5 separate regions of the Mus musculus genome follow, and all the other regions are linked to region 1. Evidence: chromatin contacts called from public Hi-C and promoter capture Hi-C data. All regions are on one chromosome and are shown on one strand. The core of a region is the stretch at or near the end of the contact, and the rest is flanking DNA. Distances in the headings are between cores, read along the strand shown. Region 1 overlaps Adk (adenosine kinase). Region 2 holds the start of Dusp13 (dual specificity phosphatase 13). Region 3 holds the start of Dupd1 (dual specificity phosphatase and pro isomerase domain containing 1). Region 4 overlaps Dupd1 (dual specificity phosphatase and pro isomerase domain containing 1). Region 5 has its middle 3.9 kb from the start of Gm23502.

Evidence for each region. Promoter capture Hi-C pulls out the DNA fragments that hold promoters and counts their contacts. Hi-C and Micro-C count contacts between places; a contact is called where the count stands out from the background.
Region 2: a contact with region 1 is called in a Hi-C map of bone marrow-derived macrophages, with 16 read pairs. The contact joins the promoter of Dusp13 here to the enhancer-like site in region 1. A contact is called at or near these places in 18 of 39 promoter capture datasets (3T3-L1-derived adipocytes, the C10 cell line, the HPC-7 cell line and 15 more), 17 of 484 Hi-C or Micro-C datasets (CD8 T cells, the G1E-ER4 cell line, Sertoli cells and 14 more), 27 of 115 datasets of contacts at active chromatin or transcription factors (the 230-238 cell line, CD8 T cells, the HPC-7 cell line and 20 more) and 4 of 9 other capture datasets (adipose tissue, embryonic stem cells, liver and 1 more).
Region 3: a promoter capture Hi-C map of embryonic stem cells shows a contact between it and region 1, with 5 times the contacts expected there. The contact joins the promoter of Dupd1 here to the enhancer-like site in region 1. A contact is called at or near these places in 10 of 39 promoter capture datasets (the C10 cell line, the HPC-7 cell line, cranial neural crest and 6 more), 1 of 484 Hi-C or Micro-C datasets (bone marrow-derived macrophages) and 4 of 115 datasets of contacts at active chromatin or transcription factors (embryonic basal ganglia, embryonic stem cells, fibro-adipogenic progenitors and 1 more).
Region 4: a Hi-C map of bone marrow-derived macrophages shows a contact between it and region 1, with 14 read pairs. The contact joins two enhancer-like sites. A contact is called at or near these places in 1 of 484 Hi-C or Micro-C datasets (bone marrow-derived macrophages), 7 of 115 datasets of contacts at active chromatin or transcription factors (T-cell acute lymphoblastic leukemia, embryonic basal ganglia, embryonic forebrain and 4 more) and 2 of 9 other capture datasets (embryonic stem cells and embryonic tail).
Region 5: a Hi-C map of bone marrow-derived macrophages shows a contact between it and region 1, with 11 read pairs. The contact joins two enhancer-like sites. A contact is called at or near these places in 7 of 39 promoter capture datasets (the C10 cell line, cranial neural crest, frontonasal cranial neural crest and 4 more), 1 of 484 Hi-C or Micro-C datasets (bone marrow-derived macrophages) and 2 of 115 datasets of contacts at active chromatin or transcription factors (embryonic stem cells and pancreatic cancer cells).

The regions. Positions count from the first base shown.
Region 1 is chr14:21,100,425-21,103,124 of GRCm38.p6, reverse strand. The region is part of intron 2 of Adk (adenosine kinase); the gene reads right to left. Among named protein-coding and RNA genes, the nearest start is that of Adk, 49 kb to the right of the region's middle. Within about 2 kb of position 1,399, at least 84 of the 459 cell types and tissues checked have an H3K27ac peak or open chromatin away from gene starts, as enhancers often do. A contact at or near this core is called in CD8 T cells, the G1E-ER4 cell line, the HPC-7 cell line and 12 more, where this site is marked.
Region 2 is chr14:21,740,075-21,742,774 of GRCm38.p6, reverse strand. It overlaps Dusp13 (dual specificity phosphatase 13), which reads left to right and starts at 1,277. Exons shown (of 4, transcript NM_001374075.1): 1 at 1,277-1,745; 2 at 2,498-2,671. The coding sequence starts at 1,393.
Region 3 is chr14:21,713,297-21,715,996 of GRCm38.p6, reverse strand. Dupd1 (dual specificity phosphatase and pro isomerase domain containing 1) reads left to right here and starts at 1,421. Exons shown (of 4, transcript NM_001013826.2): 1 at 1,421-1,488.
Region 4 is chr14:21,678,367-21,681,066 of GRCm38.p6, reverse strand. All of the region lies in intron 3 of Dupd1 (dual specificity phosphatase and pro isomerase domain containing 1), which reads left to right. Among named protein-coding and RNA genes, the nearest start is that of Dupd1, 35 kb to the left of the region's middle. Within about 2 kb of position 1,281, at least 55 of the 459 cell types and tissues checked have an H3K27ac peak or open chromatin away from gene starts, as enhancers often do. A contact at or near this core is called in bone marrow-derived macrophages, where this site is marked.
Region 5 is chr14:21,807,417-21,810,116 of GRCm38.p6, reverse strand. No RefSeq gene overlaps it. Among named protein-coding and RNA genes, the nearest start is that of Gm23502, 3.9 kb to the left of the region's middle. Within about 2 kb of position 1,411, at least 83 of the 459 cell types and tissues checked have an H3K27ac peak or open chromatin away from gene starts, as enhancers often do. A contact at or near this core is called in bone marrow-derived macrophages, where this site is marked.

The sequences.
Region 1 (2,700 bases), core at 150-2,649:
GACTAGAAGTGAGCCCACCTAACTGCACGAAGCCCTAGGTTTGATGCCCAGCACTGGAGGTTAGGGGAGGTGGGAAGCAAGAGCCTTAAGTAGCTTTTCAAAGTATATCTCCCAGAATTTCCTGTCTCTGATATCTGTAGTCAGCTAGCCTGGTGGCTTCTCAGTTTTGCTTTCAGTACTACCCAAGAGCTTAATCAAATAATCTGCTGACATGCAACTGTTGATGACAGTGTTCAAATAACTGGCACTGCTGAAAATTCTCTCTCAATCCAACAAGCAATGGGGACACGCTGGTCAGGTAGCACAATTAACTGTACTGGGAAAGACGTAAAGTCTTGTGAACACTTGTAATCTTAGCAGTAAGGAGGCAGAAGCAGGTCTACGTGTGCAAAGTTAGCAAGATGCTGTCTTTTGTAAGTTTGAGGAGAAAAGTTAGGCTTGGACACTTGGCCAGATACTCAACCCCTGGTACCGCATATACACACAGCAAAGCAGAACACTACCTCAGTGAAGCAATGAATATTATTTATCCACAAGAGTAAGCCAGTTGAACAAAAGCTTTAGAAACAGTTTCCTCATCTCATGTAAAAGCTGTGTTTCTGATCACCATATTTCTTTTATTTAATTATTCACAATCTAATGCATTTGTGTGCTTTACTGTGTGTGGAACAGAATCTAATGATAGAGAAGCTTCAGAATTAGATTTACATATAGATTTTTACTGCAGAAACATAGGGTGATCAATATTCATGAAATATGTTAATATGCAGAATGAACTACACAAGGATAAAAGTACACAGGATTTAAAAGCAAAAGGAACACAAAGCTTTAACAAGGAAAAGAGGCTGGCGCTTCTGGATTTTTGTAGATTGTTATATAGATTCACCATAATTAGGATTCACAAAAAAAGTGATTCATTAGTTTTATTCAGTTACAAAGATCAAAATATTAATGTGTGTGAGAGCATCTGTTTATCAATTCATGTTTATGGACTATAAACATCTAAAAGTCTGAAGTAGCTGTGTGGGACATTCACAAAGTACAAGACACATCATACAAAAGGTTTTTAGTCAGTGCCTCTTTCCTTCTGTGCTAAGAGAGAAACTTTCTTGTCTCTTAGGCCTCACAATTCAGCAAGCAAAAAAGGAAGATGAAGTTATATGATGTATAACATTGGCAGTGGCATGAAAGGAAATACTGTTTCCTCTTTATATGATGAGGAAAAAAAGCAGTTTTTATCTGTTCCTCTACTGTCGTGGCCCCTTCTCATCTCGCCTCATGACTTTCCTCATAAACAACATTATCTTCTAAGCCGTCAAAGTAAGAACTTGAAAAGAACCAAAGGGGACCGGAAGAAAGGACCCACACTGGACAAGCAGCAGGCAGAAAGTCGCCTGTTTTGATCAAACTGCTAAGTGAGGCTCAGCCTGCTGAGTCGCCCTGGTCCTCACCACTGAGTGGGAAACACCAAGGGAATGTGCTCTTGGCAGAGGTTAGCCAAAGCTTTGCAGCAGTCTCTCTGCTGTGTTCCCTTCTCTGGCCTGACGCCTACCAGTTTTCTAGCTGATCTGAAAACTTTCTCCATCCTCATCTTGCCTGATTTTATCTTTCTTCTACAACTTGACAATTCACGATGCTTCCTAGGAGACTGTCTGATAATGTATTCTGTCTGTAGTTTACATAAAACAAAAGAGAGAGAGAGAGAGAGAGAGAGAGAAAGAGAGAGAGAGAGAGAAAGAGAGAGAGAGAGAGAGAGAGAGAAAGAGAGAGAGGTTGATTGACTGACTAGAAACGGAGGAAGGGCAAAAGTATTAACCATTATAACAATTTGCAGACAGCTGCTCAGCCAACATTCAGGAGGCTTATAAAGAAACAGAGCAAGAGTGAATCACACAGCTAAGATGAAAACATCAGCCAAAAGTTACAGGATTTATGAAGTAGTGTTTTAGCTTCTCGTCAGCAAAGCAGATATGAAATAAAATTAGAGAATCTGAAAGAACAGAGTTCAACTAGATTTTAAGCCTGAATATATAAAGCCTGTAGTGTTCTATTCTTCAGGATCTTTCAGAATGTGTCACTGCTGGGCTCTTGGCCACATCTACAAACTGGCCCGTTACACTTCCCATTGCTTTTCTATCAATGGTTTGTTCTGGCTTCTCTTCCCACCACTCCACTGTGATCTACCTAGCTGGGGTCACCAGTGGTATTCTACTGTCAAGTAAAATGAACTCTGTTAAGGCTTATTTCACTATGTTTCTAGTGCGTCTGGTATAAATAACAAGCTCTTGTCATAAACTCATATATCCCTTGGGTTTGCATGACTATCTCCTGCTAATAAGCTCAGTATTTCTCCTTCCTTAGCCTCCTTCCATAACTACTTTTGGTGAGCATTTTTAGAAGACATTTATTTAAATTTTTGAAGGTAGATCTGAGAAACAAAACTATGACAGAGCTCTTCACAGGGCAATTTATAAATAAAATACCAATAGCGGCATGGGTGTCTCTGCAGCAAAAGCATCCCAAGTATCCCCACAACAACAGTAAAGTCACAGCAGTGAGCAATAACCCACATTCATAAGTAAGGAGGTCAAAAGCACCTATCGGTAAGGTTAATAATTGTATAGACTAGGCTATTGTGACTTTAGTGAGTTGAAGTACTAGTACTATGAAAGACAATCTGAGACTCTGATGGCATTTATC
Region 2 (2,700 bases), core at 28-2,527, 640 kb before region 1:
TCTGTGAGAACGCTAGCCCCACTTGGTCTGTGCTCCCTAAGAGAAGAGGGGAGACAGAGAGGGAACAGCAGAGGAGACCAGGAGAAATGTGTTCTGAGGTTACAGCTAAAGAGGTAGGTGGCAAACAGCTGCCACGTCCCAGGCTGCTGAGCAAGGCCCGAGGTATGCAGGGTGGTATTCTAGAAGGCTATCCTGGGACAAACTGAAAGACAGACAACAGAGAGCAAGCTAGAGATGCTACTAGTGCCAACAAAAGGTAAGTATGTGTAGCTCTGTATACAGAGGCAGTGTGGGCAAGAAAGCCACTGTTGACAGAAGCAACTTCTCTGCTGAAGTTTCAGGGAAGTAGAAGCCAGGTAGCACTAGAGAGCCACGGGAGGACTATCATGAATGTGAACAGGGGCCTGATCCTACAAGACATTCAGCCATGGCTCCTTCTGACATAGCTGGGCCCTCCCTACACCAGGGGGTAGCAGAATCCCTGGGCTTTCTTTTGGGGGGGGTGCCTAAAGCTTAAGGAATGGCTCACTGAGTGAGCTGCTGGGCCTGGCTCTGATAGGTGAAAGGAACCCTCAGTGGACCAGAGCAGATAGCTGGGCTACATATAGCCCTAAGTAGGACCTGACCAGGAAACCCTAAGTCTAAGAAAAATCTTTCCTACAGGTCTGAGTTAGACCAGGGAAGTTAAGGACATCCCCTAATCCCCACCACCGAGCTCCTGGGACACAGTTGGGCTGCCTAGCAGCCACTGGCCACTAGAGGGCAGACTTACCCCATGCCAAATTGAGCAGGCCTGTGAGGGGCCTACGGTTTCCCGAAATCCCTGTCTAGTTCCACTCATAGCTGGAGGAGTCTAGCTGGTGGCCTCAGGCCAGAGTGGCTATTGGACTTCCCTGGATTCAGAGATCCTCCACCCTAATATTCCTTTCCCTGGTGTTACTTCATATAGCGTCATTCCCTTCTCTTGCAGCCAGCAGAATACCAGAGAGCAGAGAAAAGAAACTAAGGCCCAGATAGGAATGAAAACTTGCCTAGGTCCCAGGATATATCCTTGTCAAATTTTAAGGGGAGTCTGTTCCCTAGGCATCTCTTCAGGTGGTCCCCATCTTCAGGACAAGTGTTTTCAATAGCAGAGACACCAGGGAGAGATGTTAGGCCACTGCTCCTGTCCCCGCAGCTCAGGTCTGTCTTCATCTTGCCCCACATCCCCATTGGCTCACATGCATGGACCTGGAATTCTAGGCGCATAACAGCATTTGTGTTCTGGATGGAACCTGCTTTAGGACTGTTCCACTCAGCCTGCCCCTGCACCTAGTCCCCCATTCCTGGCCCCAGACCATGCCCTAGGTAGGTGGCAGGCCACTCAGCCTGCCAGAGAGGTCACAGAGGGGGATGAGGGAGAAAGGCCGGCCCTCTCTTCCACCCAGCTCATCATCCACTGGCTGGGTGAGTGTGGCCAAGCCAGTGGCCTCCTGGGTGCCCATCTCTTTTTCTGGTTTTGGCAGTGCCTGCCAGAGGGAAAAGGCATTCTACCCAGTCTGTACCTACTCGAGTTACTCTTTGAGGGGACCAGGGGTAGTTGACCAAGGTAGGTTCCCCTTCCCTCTAAGGTACCAGGCTCAGGTTCTGGTGCCTCTGACACCTCAGCTCTGCAAGGGCCCAGATGGACTAAGCCAGATGACTCCAGACATAACCCACTCCTTCCGGGTGAGGCCTGTACAGGTGTACTGGCCTGAACCACAAGGGTAAGGAGGAAAAAAGCCCGGGGCCTGTAAGTGGATGTGTAGCTCATCCCTGACAGCTCCCTAGAGGAGACACATCAGTTGGTGACCACCCTCTGGCAACTGGAAGGCTTGGGGAATGAACTGAAGGCACACACTGGATATCAAGCTCAGGGTAGTCTTTAGCCATTTGTCATTTGTCATTGGTGTCAGTGTGAAACATGGAACACAGCACAAGGGATACAGCCTGCTTATGAGCGACACCAGCTCACTTGGTGTGAACAAGCTGACTAATGCCCACTTGTGGCTGGACTGTAACCCTGGACAGTGCTTTGACCTCCTCTAGCATCAGCCTTAGAAACAGCCAGGGTGGGAGCTACAGATGAGCTGCCTGGCTTTGGAGGGACATCCTAGGTCCTCTCCAAGAGCCTCCGCCAGCTGGGGTTTCCAGTGACTAAAGGGGTACGGTCTGCACAGATTAGCCCTACAGAGATTCCCCACGGTCCCTAAGACCAACATTTCTAACATCCGTTGCCTCAGGAAAGGTACGCTTAGCGCCATGGAATTGACAAGAGAGTTCTAGTTCTCCTTGTTCCCAGGGAAAAGGTTCTAGGTTCCAGGCCAGCTGAGCCGGGTAATAGCCTCATTCAGCATAGCTGAGGCTGGCCCCCACAGCATCCCACTGGCTCCTGGTACTGCAACACAGGTCTCCCTGTCCACTGGACCCACGCTTGGGGAGCCTGTTCCAGCTACTGTCCTGTTTACTCTGTTCCCAGAATGGACTCGCTACAGAAGCAGGAACTTCGGAGGCCAAAGATTCATGGGGCAGTCCAGGTGTCCCCCTACCAGCCACCCACACTGGCCTCTCTGCAGCGATTGCTGTGGGTCCGTCGGACTGCCACACTGACCCACATCAATGAGGTCTGGCCCAACCTTTTCTTGGGAGATGCGTAAGTAAGACCCATGTAGGGGTTTAGGG
Region 3 (2,700 bases), core at 172-2,671, 610 kb before region 1:
TTTTTTGACTTCTAGAAGACAGACCAGGTGTCCCTAAAAATGCTACCATTCTTCTCTAACACAGTCTCCCCACGGATTCCTAGGGCCCTTGATGGAAAAGGTTAGGATGCTCCCCTATCCTGTTGTTCTACCCAGAGAGATTCTCCTGCCTCTGCCTCTTGAGTGCTGGGATTAAAGATGTGAGCCACTATGTCTAGCAAAATATAATGTATGAAGGACTGAGAGAGTGGAGAAGCCCGCCATTTGTCTAGTTCACCGCTTAGGGTCTTGCTCACGGAGGTGATAATCAACAGTCCCTCTATATCCGATGCTTTTCTCATCCTGACACCTTAAACGGTTTGCTTTTGCTCACAGTTGGGGGGATATGGTCTACCAAGGTGGGGACGGGATGGTTTGCTGGCAGCTCATGATAGATGGGAAACAGAGTGCTCCATCTGAGTTAGATATGGCATACCCGTCAGACCATCACCACACCCTACCCCTCCTTGCCCAGTGACTCTCACTTTCTCCAGCCTCGGCCCTACCTCTTAAAGATTCCACAATTTCTCAAAACAGTTCCACCAGCCTATGAAAAACATTTCATACTCAAATCATAACAGTCCTCAAATTCTTCTCTTGGCTCCATTTGACTTTACTACATCTTTCGTCTTAGATGCTAAGAAATGTTTCTCTCATTGGTCTATCGTCAATCCATCTACATAGTATCTGGCTATCTTAAACAACTCTCTCTCTCTCTCTCTCTCTCTCTCTGTGTGTGTGTGTGTGTGTGTGTGTGTGTGTGTGTGTGTGTGTGTGGTGCACAGGCTCATAATTACATAAGAGGGTAGAATTGTGAGCACTGTCCTCACTGAACTCCAGAAAAGCTGGGGACTTGGGGGTTGTTTTGCAGGAAGTGCTACCTGCACAGTGTTTGCCCACAGGGACTCTTTCTCAGGGATTCATCGATCATTCTTCGTGATGCGATGTCCATTCCATCCATCCCCAAGAGATAGCTCTCCAAACTCTCAGAGAGAGCTGCGGTAGAGGGCAGAGATCTTCATGCTGTGAACCCTGAGGCCTCCTATGGCTCTGTGTCAGCAGGCAACCCTCCCATCCCCGGCCCCCAGCCCGGTCATCATTCTGAGACAGAGCCCTTAGAGGGCCTGCAGACACCTCGCTTCATCCAGTGTAAGAAAACAAAGCTGGGGAATTACCCATCTGTCGCCATCCTGGCGGCCACATGTCCTGTATCTGTGGCTGAGCCAGAGACAAACATGTGGCCTCCAGGTACAGGACTGCTTGAGTCAAGGGTTTCAGGTCACACTGGGGAATCATTTTGCAAACAAATGCCACGGGTCTCCTCTCACACTGGACAGCATGCAAGGTCAGTGTCAGCAGATCTGACCCTAAAAATAGGCCCTCTGAGCTGCTCTGGAGGGTTAGTGTAAGGCTGCCACACACCCTTCGGACTGGTACCTCTTAGCCCAGCCAGGCACTTGGGGCACACAGGTAAGGCCCTTGAATGGGAAGACTATTGCCTACGGGGTGTAGCCAAGCGTTCTTTAAGAAAATGGCTGTGGGGATTGGAAATCTTACTTCCACAGTTTCTGAAGCTGTAGAGAACATCCTTTTAGTACGAAAGGCTCCTTGCTATCCCAGCATTCAATAGAGGCAACACTGAATTGCTTTCTCGTTTCTTGTCTCTAAATTATGAGTTCCTGTGATGATTTCTAAGGGATAACCTAATGGGTTAAAGCTCTTGGGTCCCGTCTGAGCCTTTGGATGCTCTGTATGGTATTCATATCATGGAGCAGGGGAAATAGAGGCATCAGATTCCCTCGGATCATGTGTAGGGCAGCACAAATTACAAACGCTACTCAAGGCTCCAGTGTCCTGGCAATCTTAAGCCTCATTCAAAGTAAGATACTCTTTAAAGAATTTTCCAATCCTGAGGGGAACATGGGCTGGGGATGGAAGCACCCCAGTGGAGATGAGGAGGCTGGGTGATGGAGAGATGGAGCTATTCGCCTATGACAGCACCATATGAGGTAGGAAGGGAGAGGATAACCCGTACCTCAGACCAGGCTCTCCCATTAGATCCAGTGCTCTTGTCCCGTGGCCCCAGTAGTCACTGGTAGGCTTGGAATTCAATAGCTGTTGGGACTACAAGGCACTGACAGTTCAGAAGCTGAAAGTACCCTGAGAAGGGGACATGAGGGTCGAGTGTGAAGAGGCCACCAGCCCCTGGGGGACCCTCACGTGTCACATTCTTTGTGCTGCTTTGCTATTTCCCCGGTGGCCCCTCCTTGTTCTCACTGTATGGGTCCTATGGACAATTTGGAAGACTCTGACATTTAGTGGCAGCAGGACTGGAGGGGCTTCTGAGGGAGTACTCTGGGCATGGAGAAGGTAGGAGGTCAGAGGAGAATTAGGGAAGGCCAGGCAGCACGGAAGCTACCTCAGGAGCTAAGGCAGGTCTGCTAAGGAACAGAGGAGAGGCAATGGTCTCTCACCATCAGTGGGCCAGATGTCTTGGCTGAGGGTGTTTCAGGCCTGGGGTAACAGCTGGACTGGAGATAGCACTGGGGTCCGTGTGAAGGTAGACTTCGTGTGCCTGACTACTTTCTATCCCATGATAAAGAGCAGAGGGCTGTGCTAAGGCCCAAGGCTGGACTTTGGGCTTCGATTTGTTTGCTTTCTTCCTAAACTACGAGACTTAGC
Region 4 (2,700 bases), core at 32-2,531, 580 kb before region 1:
GAGTTTTTGAAAGTTTATTTTGAGATAAGGTTTTATTTTGTAAACCAAGCTGGCCTCAAACCTTGAATTCATGATAGCCCTGATACCTCTGCCTTATAGTTATGAACTACCATGCTCAGGTAGGTACATTAGAAATCTTGAATTTAAACTTTTTTTTCATACAATTATGGCATCTTTCCTTCTGGTAAATATTTTTCTGAAGCCAGCATTTTTCAGACATAGACTGCAACCTTATCAGTGGGTCATAAAAGCAAAATGGTGGATGTGCCCACTGTTCCTTTTCTGCTTTTTTAATTGAATAGAAAGAATAGAAAATAATAGCACAAATTGCGTGTAGCAGAGGTACATATTATGTGTAAAACCTTTATCTGGCTCACACAAGGGCAGCAAGCACAGGGAAGTTCCGGGCTTCGATGTCACACTGCCTGGGCTTGGATCGAGGTCTGCCATTCACTGGCCGTGCAACTGGGACGAGCCACTTCTCCGTATCTCCTTCCACGACCTCATCTGTAGAATGGTGATGACAGTTTGACTGAAGCCACTGGGTAGTTTCAAGAATTGACTACAATAAAATGTATGAAGTAAGTGCATGGGCACTAGGTACCCTGGTGCAAACCCGAGACTCCAGCCATCCAGGGAGGCAGAAGCAGGACGATTAAGAGTTCAAGGCCAGGCCTCAGAGATGCTGCAGGACCCTGTCTCAAAAGCACACAAACAAACAACCCATAAATTACCCAGAAGATTGCCCAGGGTAACTGAGGTTACCCAGGAGTCAGCTGTGAACTGAACCAGAAAACAGTCCCAACAGCTCTCCCTTACCTCAGGACCCTGCAGAGAGGCTGGTGTCAGGGTCACAGGCCTCTGGGTTTCTTGAAGTTCAGACAAGGACTGAGAACAGGCCTCCCTCACTACCCCTGTTTTCTGCCACCAACACTGGGCCTCAACAGTGGGACTTGGCAGAGCCCCAGAGCCAAGAGGGAACAGGACTCCGAGGTTCTGGTGACAGGAAATTGGTGGGGCCCAGGGGCACCTGAGACCTCCAGAGAACAACCCACTCTTGCCCTGGGGTAGTGGGCCTCTTTCTCCAGGCTGACAGCATTAATGAGAACCACATTTGGCTCTAAGAGTTCCGTCAGAGCTGAGAGCCCCCTTCTCTCCTTCCCCCCCCCATCTTCCTTCCCCGTCTTCTTCCTCTCTGCTTTCTCTCCACAGACTTTAGGTTCCCCAAAGCTTAATAGGTTACAGCTTTCATCTGTTACAAGTGCTTAGCTGTGACAGGAGAGGAAGGAGCACATCGGTTGTCAGCAGAGCTGGCCAGGGGCCAGGCAGCATCTGTCTGGAACACTCTATTGGGATTAGAACGCCAGAGGTAGATGCTCATCTGCGTGGATGGTCACGCTGGATGAAAATGTGGACCAGCGCCCCCTTAATGACACAGGGGGTTGCGGCCTGCCCTCCTTGCTGGCTGGGGTAGACAGAGAAAGGCACTAATTGTGAGGAGGTGGAGAGCACCTCTGTGCCAGCCCCCAGCACATCAGTGGTCCTTGCAGCTGGTCATGGTGCCTAGGACTTCCCATCCCACTTGGAGTGAGAAAAGTAGAACTAACTGTGTGTGGATTCTTTCTTCCTTCCTTCCTTCCTTTCTTTCTTTCTTTCTTTTTTTTTAAGATTTGTTTATTTATTATATGTAAGTATACTGTAGCTGTCTTCAGACACACCAGAAGAGGGCATCAGATTTCATCATGGATGGTAGTGAGGTATCATGTGGTTACTGGGATTTGAACTCAGGACCTTCAGAAGAGTAGTCAGTGCTCTTAACCGCTGAGCCATCTCTCCAGCCCCTGATTCTTTCATTTCTTATGTTGTCTTGGCTTCTTTCCCTTGTCTGGGCTTGGTCCCACGAAGAAGGGAGAGCTAAAAAGGTCAGAGAGCCATGCCCATGAAGAAACTGTCCACAGGCAACTTCCTGTTTATCTCTCCAGCTATCAGGCTGAGAAGCAGAAAGTCAGGGCATCACTTTGGTCACACAGCCACAGATAGCCCAGCCAGCTAGATGAATATCAGTAGAGAGTCACTCAGCCATGGGAAACAGTGGGGGTGGGGAGAGAGAGAGAGAGAGAGAGAGAGAGAGAGAGAGAGAGAGAGAGAGAGAGAGCGCCGAGAGCCAAACCTCAGAGCACAGTGGCACAGAAAGGGCCTCCAACACAGTTTTGCATTAAGATACTTCTGGCATTAGTATTGTGGGTGACCTCTGGCAAGAAATTGAAATTGCACCTCCTGAACCTGTCTCTCCATCTGCAAGGCAGGGACAATGATAACAAGGTTTAAGTCAAAGCTGAAATGAGACAGGGCCAACGGGTGTCCTGGGTGGGCTCTAGAGCGCCACCAAGTGGAGGCCTGAGGGACCTGGTTGCTTGTACATCATTTTTAAGGGAATCAATCGCCTGCCCCCTCCCCAGTGTAAGCAATGATTATTTGTATATTTGATGCATGTGACATTGTTCATACTAAGGCACCATTGTCTTTGTGTATGTGACAAGGACTAAGTCAGATTGTATCCTAACACTGTCAAAAGAGTCAATTGCTTACAGGTTCTACTAGCAGGGTGTGGTGATGCATTCTGTTTAAATTGTTTAATCCTGGCACTTGAGGGACTAAGGCAGGAGGATGTTGAGATGAGTTTGAGAACATCCTGGGTTA
Region 5 (2,700 bases), core at 162-2,661, 710 kb before region 1:
TGCACCTTACTGCTCATGGCTTGCTCAGCCTGCTTGCTTGCTTGCTTTCTTTCTTTCTTTCTTTCTTTTTCTTTTTTTTTTCTTTTTTTCTTTTTTTTTTTTTGGTTTTTCAAGACAGGGTTTCTCTGTGTAGCCCTGGCTGTCCTGGAACTCACTTTTGTAGACCAGGCTGGCCTCGAACTCAGCAATCCACCTGCCTCTGCCTCCTAAATGCTGGGATTAAAGGCGTGCACCACCATGCCTGGCTTCAGCCTGCTTTCTTATAGAACACAGGACCACCAGCCCAGGGATGGCCACTTCTATAATGGGCTGAGACCTTCTCTATCAATCACAAATTAAGAAAATGTCCTATAGGCTTGCTCACAGCCTGATCTTATAGAGTTATCTTCTCAAGTGAGGTTCCCTTCTCTCAAATGACTTTAGTGTCAAGTAGACATAAAACTACCCAGCAAAGCTGGTTCTGGTTACAACAGAGGCCAGTGCACCTGTTGCCATTTCAAGCCTCTCTAAATGTCACTTTCCTTGCTGCCACTTCAAGTAACAGGTGCCTTTTCCAGCCCTCTACCCTTTTGCCAGTTTTCTGTTTACAATGATGTGTGGTTCATGATGTGTTCATGTGGGGTGTGCTTGTGTCTGTGCTGATACAAGTGTGTGTTCACGTGCGTGTGTGTGTGTGTGTGTGTGTGTGTGTGTGTGTAAGACAAAGGCTACTGGCTATCTTCTTCAACCGTTCTTTGCTCCCCCCCTTTTAAATTTATTTATTTTATGTATATGAGCACACTATCTTCAGACACACCAGAAGAGGGCATCGAATCCCATTTCAGGTGGTGTGAGCCACCATGTGGTTGCTGGGAATTGAATTCAGGACCTCTGGAAGAGCAGTCAGTGCCTCTGAGCCATCTCTCCAGCCCCGCTTGCTTGCTTGCTTGCTTGCTTGCTTTTCTTTCTTTCTTTCTTTCTTTCTTTCTTTCTTTCTTTCTTTCTTTCTTTCTTTCTTTCTTTCTTTCTTTTTTTAGGTCTCTCACTGAATCAGATAGGCAGGTTGGCCAGTAAGCTGCATGAATCCTCATGTCCCTATCTCCCCAGTGTGGGGGCTACAGAAGTACTGCTGAGCCAACTCCCCCATCTCTGTAGGTTTGGGTTTGTTTAGTCTTGTCTTGTTTTTGACTCTTTCTGGAATTTTTGAAACAGTTTATTATGTAGCTAAGGATGATCTCAAACTTGTGACCTGTCTGCCCGTGAGATGTCAGCTGTGTGCCATGACACACCTGGGATGTCAGGTGAGGGATATCAGCTGTGTGCCATGACACACCTGGCTCCTGCTTACTATTTGTTTTTTGGTTCTAGCACTCTGGCTATCTGAAATGTCAATACTTGCCAAACAAAGATTACAGAGAACACCTTAGCTAAACAGGGGAGGTTTCAATAAGCTTCCTGAAGTGAGAGACTACATACTGGTGAATAGGGGAGCAGAAATAAAGAGAGCTCACTGTACAGGATTTAGGCATGTTTGATGCAATCTTAAAGAGAGTTCTGGAAAGCAAGGAAGCACGGTATACTATTCTAGATTGGGCGCTTCTGGAAAGAAGAGGCAACTACTTGATTTTTATGAAGCAGCAGGGTGAGGAGCGTATGGCCACAGTGGCCATTACTTAATGCCTTTCCTGGCTCTGAGGCATGGTGACAGGCAAGGTTGAGTAAGCAGTCACACCCAGGCCTTGGCTGATGACTCACGAGTGTCCAGGACAGCCCGGCTGGACCGAGGGCAGTGACTAGTTGGCAGTACCAACGAAGCTTTTGTCTTTCACACACAGCAACTGGAAGATTGTTGAGGGCAAGCATGTCATGTTTTAATCCCCAAAGCACCAGTTATCACACTGACATTCAAACATCTTCCATCTTTGATCTTACACAGCTACAGTGGTGTCAGTCCTCCATCCAGGACAGATATTCTTGGAATCTTACAGAAGATGGTAGGGCCAGTAAACGATGCTGGCAGGTAGATGGGTGTCAACACTATTCTCATAAAACTTTTAAAATGGATCGAGCAATTGTATCTTTTCAACTCTCCCAAGGACTAGACAGGGCTTGGCCTTTTCCAGGTGGTCAGGGAAAACAATTGGAGAAGATATTTTCAATGACGGTGGATGACTAAGTTAAATATTGTGCTGTAAGTAAAGTTGGGGAAGCAGTCTCTATTCACTTTAAATGGCCTTTCTTTCCCCCATTTACAATAGCATTATCTTAATGCTATTCTACCCAGGATGAAATCCGAGTTGGTTCTCCCAAGAGACCATAGGCCTTTCCAGAAAGAATAATACTCTGGGATGTTAAGAAGTGAAGAGAGCACCTTTAATCCCAGCACTTGGGAGGCAGAGGCAGGCGGATTTCTGAGTTCGAGGCCAGCCTGGTGAGTTCCAGGACAGCCAGGGCTACACAGAGAAACCCTGTCTCAGAAAAACAAAAACAAAAAAACAAGGCCACACCTCTTAAGCCTCCCCCCAAATCACCACCAACTGGGGACCAAGTGCTCAGACCCCTGAGTCTGGGGTGGGGGTGGGGCAGCGTTTCTCTCTCAGAGTGTCACACTCCAGTCTCCACTGCTCTCTCTCAGAGTGTCACACTCCAGTCTCCACTGCTCTCTCTCAGAGTGTCACACTCCAGTCTCCACTGCTCTCTCTCAGAGTGTCACACTCCAGT